Regions from separate parts of the Mustela erminea genome. Here region 2 is linked to region 1. A link is a contact called in public Hi-C data. All regions are on one chromosome and are shown on one strand. The core of a region is the stretch at or near the end of the contact, and the rest is flanking DNA. Distances in the headings are between cores, read along the strand shown. Region 1 holds the start of ARID1A (AT-rich interactive domain-containing protein 1A). Region 2 has its middle 56 kb from the start of ARID1A.

The links. A called contact is a pair of places that touch in the nucleus more often than the background predicts.
Region 2: a contact with region 1 is called in a Hi-C map of skeletal muscle, with 8 times the contacts expected there. The contact joins the enhancer-like site here to the promoter of ARID1A in region 1. A contact is called at or near these places in 3 of 3 Hi-C or Micro-C datasets (fibroblasts, skeletal muscle and spleen).

What each region holds. Positions count from the first base shown.
Region 1 is chr10:90,221,027-90,225,384 of mMusErm1.Pri, forward strand. ARID1A (AT-rich interactive domain-containing protein 1A) reads right to left here and starts at 2,178. Exons shown (of 19, transcript XM_032303444.1): 1 at 641-2,178. The coding sequence starts at 1,780.
Region 2 is chr10:90,276,296-90,281,158 of mMusErm1.Pri, forward strand. No RefSeq gene overlaps it. Among named protein-coding and RNA genes, the nearest start is that of ARID1A, 56 kb to the left of the region's middle. Within about 2 kb of position 3,311, the one cell type or tissue checked has open chromatin away from gene starts, as enhancers often do. A contact at or near this core is called in fibroblasts, where this site is marked.

The sequences.
Region 1 (4,358 bases), core at 928-3,427:
CTGCACTTACTACTCCAATCACTCAGCTGTTTACCAGCACTTCCAGGGAGAAGCCCAGGCCACTGGGCCGACGGAGACTAAGACAGGAGATGGCCCGGGCTGCCCTGGGTGAGCCGCAGCCGGCCTCTAGCTGCCCCCAAGCAGGCCCCTGACCTCCCCCGAGGTACCCCAGAGCCCGAGGGGCCCCTCCTTGAAAGCACAGATGGGGAACGGCCTAGAGGAAGGCAGGAGGGCGGGCAGAGAGGAGCGGCAGGTGAGCAAAGAATTGTCCACTCAACCCCCGAGCTCATAGCACTGCACACCCCTAAGCTGAGCCCCCAGCACCCCCCTCACCCCGGGCCAGGCCCTTTCCCGCACATTCTGCCCTGCACCCCTCTGAAGACCCCAGGAGTTCGAAGGGACCAGGGGAGAGGGAGAAGGGGAGCATACACCTCAGGGAAAGCCCCACACAAAGGCTGAAGGAGGGAAGGAGAGGAAGGCAGACAGGCAGCCATTTTAAGAGAACAGCCAGACAATGGCAGCTCCCCAGCAGTGGGGGCCCCGGACTGGGGGTAGCCCAAGGCTGTGGCCTGCTCCCCGCAGCCGCCACCCACTCCCAGGACCCCGCTCACCCCAGCCCCCTCCCCACTCAGCTGTGTACCTGCGGGGTCCGGGCGAGCGGCTGCCCCCCGCCGCCGCTGCTCCCAGGGCTCATGGGCGCGTGGTGGCTCCTTTGTTGGGCCCCTCCCGAGGCGGCTGCTGCCGCCGCCGCCGCCGCCGCCGCAGCCCCCCAGCACTGCGAGGCCATGTCCGCCGGGCCCTTGCCGGCGCCCCCGTCCTGGGGCCCGCCGCCGTAGTCGCCCCCGGGGTAGCCCTGGTAGCCCCGGGCCGAGCTGGGCGACGTGAGCAGTTGGTTGAGGGTGGGGGTGGCGGTGGGCTGGGGGGTTCCCCCGCCGGCCGCTGAGGGGCCGCCTCCCCCCATGGCCCCGAAGCGCTGCTGAGCGAAGGACGAAGACGACGAGGAGGCGGAGGCGCTGGAGGAGGGAGGCGGCTTGGAGCCGGCGGCGGCCGCCGCGCCGGAGCCCGGAGTGCCACCTCTCGGGGAGCTCAGCGCGTAGGCCTGGGGGGGCGGGGGGTAGGCGCTGCGGTTGGGGTAGTAGGAGTTGTACTGGTGGTTTGGGAAGCCGTGGTCGTGCGAGTTCTGCTGGGGCCCCGCGTAGGGCTCCAGGCCCCCGCCGCCGCCGCCGCTCTGCAGCGCTGCCAGGCCAGGGCTTTGTTGTCCGCCATGTTGTTGGTGGAAGACGGCGGCCGCCGCGGCGGCGACGGCAGACGGGCTCCGGCCGTAGGGTTGCCCGAAGCCGTAGGCTGGGGGCGGCAAGGCGGCCGCGGCTGAGTGAGGAGGCGCCCCCACCCCATCGCTGCTGCCGCCGCCGCCGCCGCCGGGCGGCTCCGTGAGGTTATTGTTCAGGGCGGGCCTAGGGCCCGCGTTCCCGTTCGAGTTCTTCAGGTCCGGCTCCGCGCCGGGCCCGCCGCCGGCGCCGGCTCCACCGCCGCCGCCACCCCCATTGCTCTCGGCCCCGTCCTGCAGCTCCTTTCCCAGCGGCTGCGGCGGCCCCACGGCGGGGCCCTCGCTTTCCTGCCCGGCGGCTGCCTTCATTTCCCCGCGCTCGGCCGCTGCCGCCGCCGCCGCCTCGCCCCCCGCCTCCTCCCGCTGCTGCTGCTCCGCTTTCTTCAGCTCCGAGGGCGGCGGCGGCGGGTTGCCCAGGCTGCTGGCGGCGGCGGGGGCGACCTGCGCGGCCATGATCCCCGCTGTCTCGTCCGCGGAGAGACCCGGCCCTGTCTTCGTCTTCTCCCCCCCTCCCACCCCGCCCCGGGGCCGAGTCCCCCGGGCTGCCCTCCCCACCCGCCCGGGCGGGCCTCGCGGGGCTCCGCTGCTGCGCGGCGCTCGCTCGCTCGCTCCTCTCCCCCCCGCCCCGCCGGCTCAGGCTCCGGGCTGGCGGCGGCGGAGGAGGAGGAGGCGGCGGCGGCCGAGGCGCCGGCGGCTCAGCTGCTCCCGGCTCTGTAGGCTCGGGACCCGGCTCTCCCGGCTCATTCCCCCCAAGCCCTTGCCTGGGAATGAGGGGGGCGGTGGAGGCTCCGCTCCCCAGGGCCTGGCCCCGCTGTGACTCTCCGCTTTCTGCTGCCGGAGAAAGGAGGAGGGAGGGAGGGAGGGAGGGAGGCGAGGGGGAGGGGGCGGGGAGGGAGGGAGGGAGCGGGGGGAGGGGGACCCGGGACGGGCGGGCTGGAGGGCGCGCGGCAGCAGCCCGGGCGCCGGGAGGCAGAGTCGGAGCGCGGACCCGGCCGGGCGCCCTGCCTCCCCTCCCCGGCCGCGGCGCGGGCCGAGGCTGCTGCGCGGCAGCGGGCTGGCGAGCGGGCGGGCGGCCGGACTGAGCGGCTAGAGCGCCCCACTCTCCTCCGAGTCCCCCTCACTCCGACACGAGGCTCAGCACTGCCATTTTACCCAGCGCCGTCGCGGCCGCCTGGCAAACCCGGAACGGAGCGCGGAGCGGGTGCAGGCCATGGAACGGACTCGCTCCCTTCCCCTCACAAAGGAGGAGGGGAGAGAACGAGCCGCGGCGGCGGCAGGCCCTCTGCCGCTTTCGCTCGGCAGCGCCGCCGCCGAAGGCTTCGGGGAAAACCCGGCCCGGAGCCCACGCCTCTCCGGAGCCTGCGCCGCCTTCCTCTTGGCGTTCCTATCCGGGTCGGTCCCCTCCAGGCCGCACAGAGGGGAGCGGGCAGCGTGAACTTTACTCGCGGCTGCAAAATTGGCCTGAGCCCGAGACCGCGGCTGCCTCGGCCCAGGCCTGACCCCCTGGCAGCGGGCCTGGTCTCTTGGCTGCTACTTAGCACCTCTACAGCACTTTTCTTCAAAGCCTTTTACAAACCCGCTCTTAAAGACCCAGCTGAGTGAACGAGCAGGGCCTTACATTTTACCCCCTTTGCAAGCCCAAAGGAGTGACAGATCATTGTTCAGACTTTCCGTTTTTCCACTCCCCTCCCTCATTAGCCAGGCCTCATAAGGCCCTGGGGGCATGAGGTTCCGATTATCCCCATTTTATAGAATTGAAGACGGAGGGGAAGGGACTGCCCTGTCAGTCAAAGCACAGAGGAGGGTGATTTTTAAAAGCAGCAGAGTCCCCGTCCATTAAGCCTTAAAAGAAAAAAAAAAAAAAAAAAAAGCCGTCAAGTCCTCCCACATTCAACAATGTGATCAGAATATAAGAATGGGTTTGAGATCAAAGCTGAAAGCAGATCATCTCAACCTTAGATTATCTCAACACTAACATAAAATGACCACCATTGAAGCTATTTTGGGGACATATGACAGCCTTCTAGCAGGAGAACCCAAGGCCAATTTTTCCTCTTAAGAGAACTTAGGCCACAATGATCATAGCCCCAGTCTCTGAAGATAATACCTGTAAGACTGTGAACACTTGACACAAGAGGCTCCAGGGACTGAGGGAAACTGAGTGTTCAAAGGAACCACGGCAGAATGGGGATGGCCACAGAGAGGCCAACCATTTTCTCCTTATTTAAAGAGAGAAAAGGGGCAGTCTAACAGGTCACTTAAAAAATGGATGCAACCAAATTGTTTTCAACCCCCCAGTGTAAAGATTCTTCAAAGTTTACTATTATATTTCAAAAGGTGCCAGTTGAGCTAGAAACATACATAGAAAACTCTAGATCTCCAGCCCTACCAAATCCCAGCAGCAGCTTTTTCCGCCTCAAGCTGATTTGGAATGCTCTGACGTGACAGGCTGCAAAAGCCAGAGGGGATTCCAGCTCCTCACCAGGCCCAAGGCTGCCTTGGGAGAGGCCCAGGCCAGTGTAGTCACTAGACACCAGGGCCTCTTTTCCCCTCAGATTTTATAAATGGAGACGTCATAGCCACAGATTCATTATCTTAGAACTTCCAGATCCTGCAGGCCCCTTGGACAAACTCTGGTCATGCCGCTGGTCACCGTGAATAATTAAAAAAACCTGAAGTCATTCCTACTCTGAAGAAAACTTAATATCATCTTACACTAAAAAGACAAAACCTTTCTGTTAATCTAAGCCTGGTGGGTTCCCCCCCCCCCCCCTCAAGTCAAGAACCAAACTACCAGGCTCTGACCGACTGGAATGGGCCAGTGCCCTCCTTTCACTCACAGTCCTCAGGGGCAACTACTCTCCCGGTGCATTAGGTCCTAGAAACCAAATTATAGGCTGCCTCATAAATGGAGCTTGGCTATTTAATCAACTGCTTCTGAGCTGGCAAACAGTCCTGAGTCCTGCACACAAATGAGGAATTTTTACATGCAATTACCCTGCCATTTTCCTCAGAGCTGGAGTGTAATGGG
Region 2 (4,863 bases), core at 2,061-4,560, 56 kb after region 1:
ATCCTTCCTGAAATAAAAACTGTTTGTGAACACTCATGCAAAGTTAAACAGTACATAATTCCTAAGGCTTTCCCATTTTTCTTCAGCACTTAAAATCTGAAGACCTGCACATTCTTACACTTTAATTTTTCTCTTTCCTGTTGTTCCTACGATCTTATTTTTCAATAATGGACTGTGTCATTATTCACATTTCCATTAAGTCACCACTCCTGCTCCTTTCTGTTTAGATGGTTCTTAACTATTCATTGCTCCCATCTCCTGATCTGCATGTTCAGAACCTGAGAACTGTACATGAACAAAGGGGGAGAATATTGTAAACTGCAAATTAATATATAACTTATATGATTTTTTTAAATGAATTATAAATAATGAATTTTCGCTGATTTGGGCCTATGATAAAGAGTTTTATCTCCACTACTAGATTGCTTTTTTTTTTTTTTTTTTTTTTTTTTTTTGGACAGAGAGACAGATCACAAGTAGGCAGAGAGGCAGGCAGAGAGAGAGGGAAGCAGGCTCCCCGCTGAGCAGAGAGCCCGATGTGAGGCTCCTGGGATCATGACCTGAGCCAAAAGCAGAGGCTCAACCCACTGAGCCACACAGGTGCCCCAACTACTAGATTGCATTTTAAGAACAGCCCTGTTTTGGGGTGCCTGGGTGACTCAGTCGGTTGAAGTTCTGACTTCAGCTTAGGTCATGATCTTGGGATCCTAGGATGGAGCCCCTCCTTAGGCTCCACAATCAGTAGGGAGTCTGCTTGAGTCTTACCCTCTCCTTCCTCCCCCCTCCCCCTGGGCATGCTCTCTCTCACTCTCTTAAGTAAAATATTACTTAAGATTTTAAGTAAAATCTTGAGGCGCCTGGGTGGCTCAGTGGGTTAAGCCGCTGCCTTTGGCTCAGGTCATGATCTCAGGGTCCTGGGATCGAGTCCCGCATTGGGCTCTCTGCTCAGCAGGGAGCCTGCTTCCCTCTCTCTCTGCCTGCCTCTCCATCTACTTGTGATTTCTCTCTGTCAAATAAATAAATAAAATCTTTAAAAAAAAAGATTTTAAGTAAAATCTTAAAAACAAACAAACAACAAAAAAACCCAGCCCTGTCTTGTCCAACTTTATATGCCACAAAAGAAGTAACAGTGCTATCTATGCATCTAGGAAGTATCCATTTGCTGAACAAATATTCAGAAAGTGTTAGCATGCAACACTCTAAGTCTACTTAACAAAAAACCCTCTTGTAACAAATCAGGATTGGTTCTTAAGACCATCGTTATGCTTAGAAGACATCAGCCCAAAAAATAATTTAGAAATATTTACAAAGGGGCGTTTGGGTGGCTCAGGTCATGGTCTCAGGGTTCTGGGATTAAGCCCCATAGGGCTCTCTCCTCAGCAGGGAGTCTGCTTCCCCTTCTCTCTCTCTACCTGCTGCTCTGCCTACTTGTGCTCTCTCTCTCTGTGTCAAATAAATAAATAAAATATTTTTTTTTTTAAAGAAAGATATTTGCAATAGAGGGAAATCATGATAAAAGTGTCATTCAAAAAAAAAAAAAGTAACAAAACAGATCCATATTTACCATGCTCGGAATAAGTCTCAAATCATTGAATCTGAATTAATGAAATCTCTAGATATACATAAAATTACACGGGTCTCCTGTTTCCTTTTGTTCCCAGTTATATCTTTAAGATTTGTGGTACACAAAAGGCTTACAGCGCTTCCAGCTTTCTTTATGACACCTCTTGCAAGCCTCTCACACATAACTCAAATTAGAGCTGAAGCCCATGGAAGAACTGACTTTGGGAAGAGGAGGAATTCAGGATAATAATAACCAAACATTAACAAAAAGGAAAAGTTATCTTTTAAGATAAAATAGGTTTTTTTTTTAAATCGAGGAAACAAATTCCATCACAATGTTTTCAAAACCTTAAAAACTTCTCTCAAATGGGGGGAGGAATAAGAGAATTACAAGATCTAGGAGAAAACATGACACATCACGTTAAAAAGCGATTTTACATTGAACAAATAACCTCTTATCACCTCTAAGTCTAGGATCTCGAATTGGCCCTTTATCTGACGTAGTAAACACTACAGAGTTGATTTGGGGTAAATTGTTTCTATGGCTGTTGCTGACGGACTGAGGATCCCAAGGTAAAGACTGGGGGGCTGTCTTTCCAAGGTTGCTTGAAACTCTAGGAAATTGAGGGTTTATCTTTCCATTGTCAGTTATGGTTCAATCTGGGGAAGAACTCGAAGAATCCAGCCTGTTAGAACTCTGGGCCTTAACTTCCCCATCTGTAAAATGGAGCAGGCGATCGCAACTTGGAGGAAGAATTACAGGATCACAAGCTGTGGCTCTGCCAACGTGAAGGCAGCCACCCAGTCGGGGCAGGGAGTAGGCGGCGCGCGGAGGAGAGCGAGACCCGGGCAGTTCGCAGGAAGTGCTTCAGGGTTGGGAGGGGAAATAGAGGGCGGAGGCGGGAATGTGAAAGCCGAGCGCTCGCTGCGGAGTTTGTACCGGAGCTCAGGGAAGGCGGGGCGAAGCTGAGGTGAAGGGGTTAGTCAGTGGATAGGCAAGACGGGCCACCTCCCCCGAAAAGACAGGGCTGGGTGCGGGGGAAGCTCTGAGGTGGCGGCACAGGAACGTGGGGGGAGGGGGAAAGCGAACGCTCTCAGGAAAGGGGCGGGAAGCGCGCGCCACCGCGCGCATGCGCGCGCTCAGCTCTCCCCCGGCTCACAGGCCTGGGCTTCTGACCGCGCGCGGTGCGCCGACGGTGCGGACGTTAGAGAAGGAGGAGTCACGCGGCACCTCCTCGCCCTGGCGGGACCTAAGCGTCCTGCCGCGCGTACCCGTTGGCGGGTCGTCACTTTTTTCTTCAGTGGGGGTTTAGGTAGCAGGGAAAGGAAACACATTTCTCTCCCTTGCTCTTTTCGTCCTCCTCCCCCACGAAAAATGGGACGGGAGGTCCTGGGCGTGTCAGGGACAGTCCGCTCCGGGTTTTCCCGCCCACTTTAACTCCGTGTGCGCTTCGACCGCGCGGCGCTTCACTCCACCGGGCGCGCCCGAGCCCTCCGCCGGAACTCGTTCCGCCTCCCCCACACATCTTTCTCCGGCAATGCACAGTGGAAGCTCGGACCTCTTTCTCTGAGCTCCTCAGGCCAGGCTGTCACCCGCTATCATTCCGGGGTTGCGACTCTGACAGCCCCTGGCAGCTAGAATTCCCTAATAATGTTGCTCTGAGGGACTACTTGATGTCTCCGTGCGCTCGGTGGTGCGGCCGCGCTCTGAGCTCTTCCTGGAAACTCCCGCCTCGGGGAGCCAGGAGAGCCCGGCCGGGGGGAGGGGAGCGGAGGGGACGCGCACGCCCCCTGTCCCGGGAGAGGGCTCCGCACCCCCCGCCCTCCTCCCCGCGGGGAGGGGAGGGAAGGCGTGAGAGGGGGAGGGGAGGGAGCGGGGCGCGGAAACGGGGGGGGCGCGGCTTCCCGCCCCACCCCCCGCCTCGAGAACAACGGGTTCCCGCTGCTGCCCCCTGCCGCCCACAGCGCCCCGCACCCCGCGCCCCTCCCCGGCCCAGAGAGGGGCGTCGGGGGCGCCTCCGCCGCCGGGGCCGTGGGAACCGGAGCCGAGACTTACAAGAACTGACCGGTTTCCTGTCAGAAAACTTCCAGTTACTTTAGAGAAGTCGGTTGGGCCAACTTGGTCCCAGCCGGAGTTGGCCGCATTTCACTAAAGCCTGGTGACCTCCCTTCTACTTTAAAACAACGGAGAATAATCTTGGGGGAAGCAGTCGGTTGATAAAACCAAGAGCACCACCACGTTGCACCGCTCCGACTCAAAGGAAATTAAACAAAATACTGATTGTGAGGAATTTTTAAAGGGCTACCAAACAGAATGAACTCGGGTTTTTCAAGTTAAAGCCCCCACCCTTCCCCCGCAACTGTGTGTACACAAAGATTTAAGTCGTGAGCGTTTACTACAGCAGTACATCTGCTTGTAAGCTTACTTGAGTCTGTAGTCTAAAAAACCTTCGTGAACTTTTAAAAAGGCGTTTGTTTCTGAATCCAACAGGAAAAAAACCAATTCGAAAGAGCCTGAAAAAGTTCAATTAGAATAGCAGCCACATTTCAACATTTCCCAGATTTTGCAATATTAAACTGTGAGGGTTTGTGCCAAATTTTAAGGCAAGAATTCTTACTGCCAAATTACAAATTTCTCAAAATGAGGGGTGTTCAACCAAATTGCTGCCAGACCCCATAAACAGGCACTAACAGCACTGCTATAATTACACCTTATTATCTCCCTCTCAGTCTTCCTTGATTCACTGCCGGATAAAATCCTCATCCCGGGCGTCACTAGCTGGCCTTTTTCTGGGGCTGAACAATCGCACACCTCCCATTCCTCGGTTAACCCAATGCCTCTTTAGTTGTATAGTTAGTTGATCTCTATTCCATTCTTCGCAGTCCCATCTCTTCCTAAAATGTAACCCAATGGGATAGGTTATTCTCACCCCAGCTTCCCTAGGGACTGAAAAATGAAGAAGATGAAAACAAATTTATCGGAATTACCAGAAAAATGTATTCTTTGAAGAAAAGGATTTAGGCCAAAAAAACCAAGTTTGTTGTTTAACTCAAGCCCCCTACAGGGATTTAGCATAGTGGGTTGAATGCAGTTAAACCAGCTTAATCACTTTCTTTGTTCTGGGCTCTTTGCATTTATTTAATGTTGTATTTTAACACGATTTGACACAACCTATACTAATTTCTTCTGTTAGTGTAGAGTGTACATTGTAGACTATACATTAGCAAACTTAAGTTTCTGTGAAACCTTTGACATTTTGTAGAATTCCTTAGGAAACTGCTATAGGACCAAGACTTAAA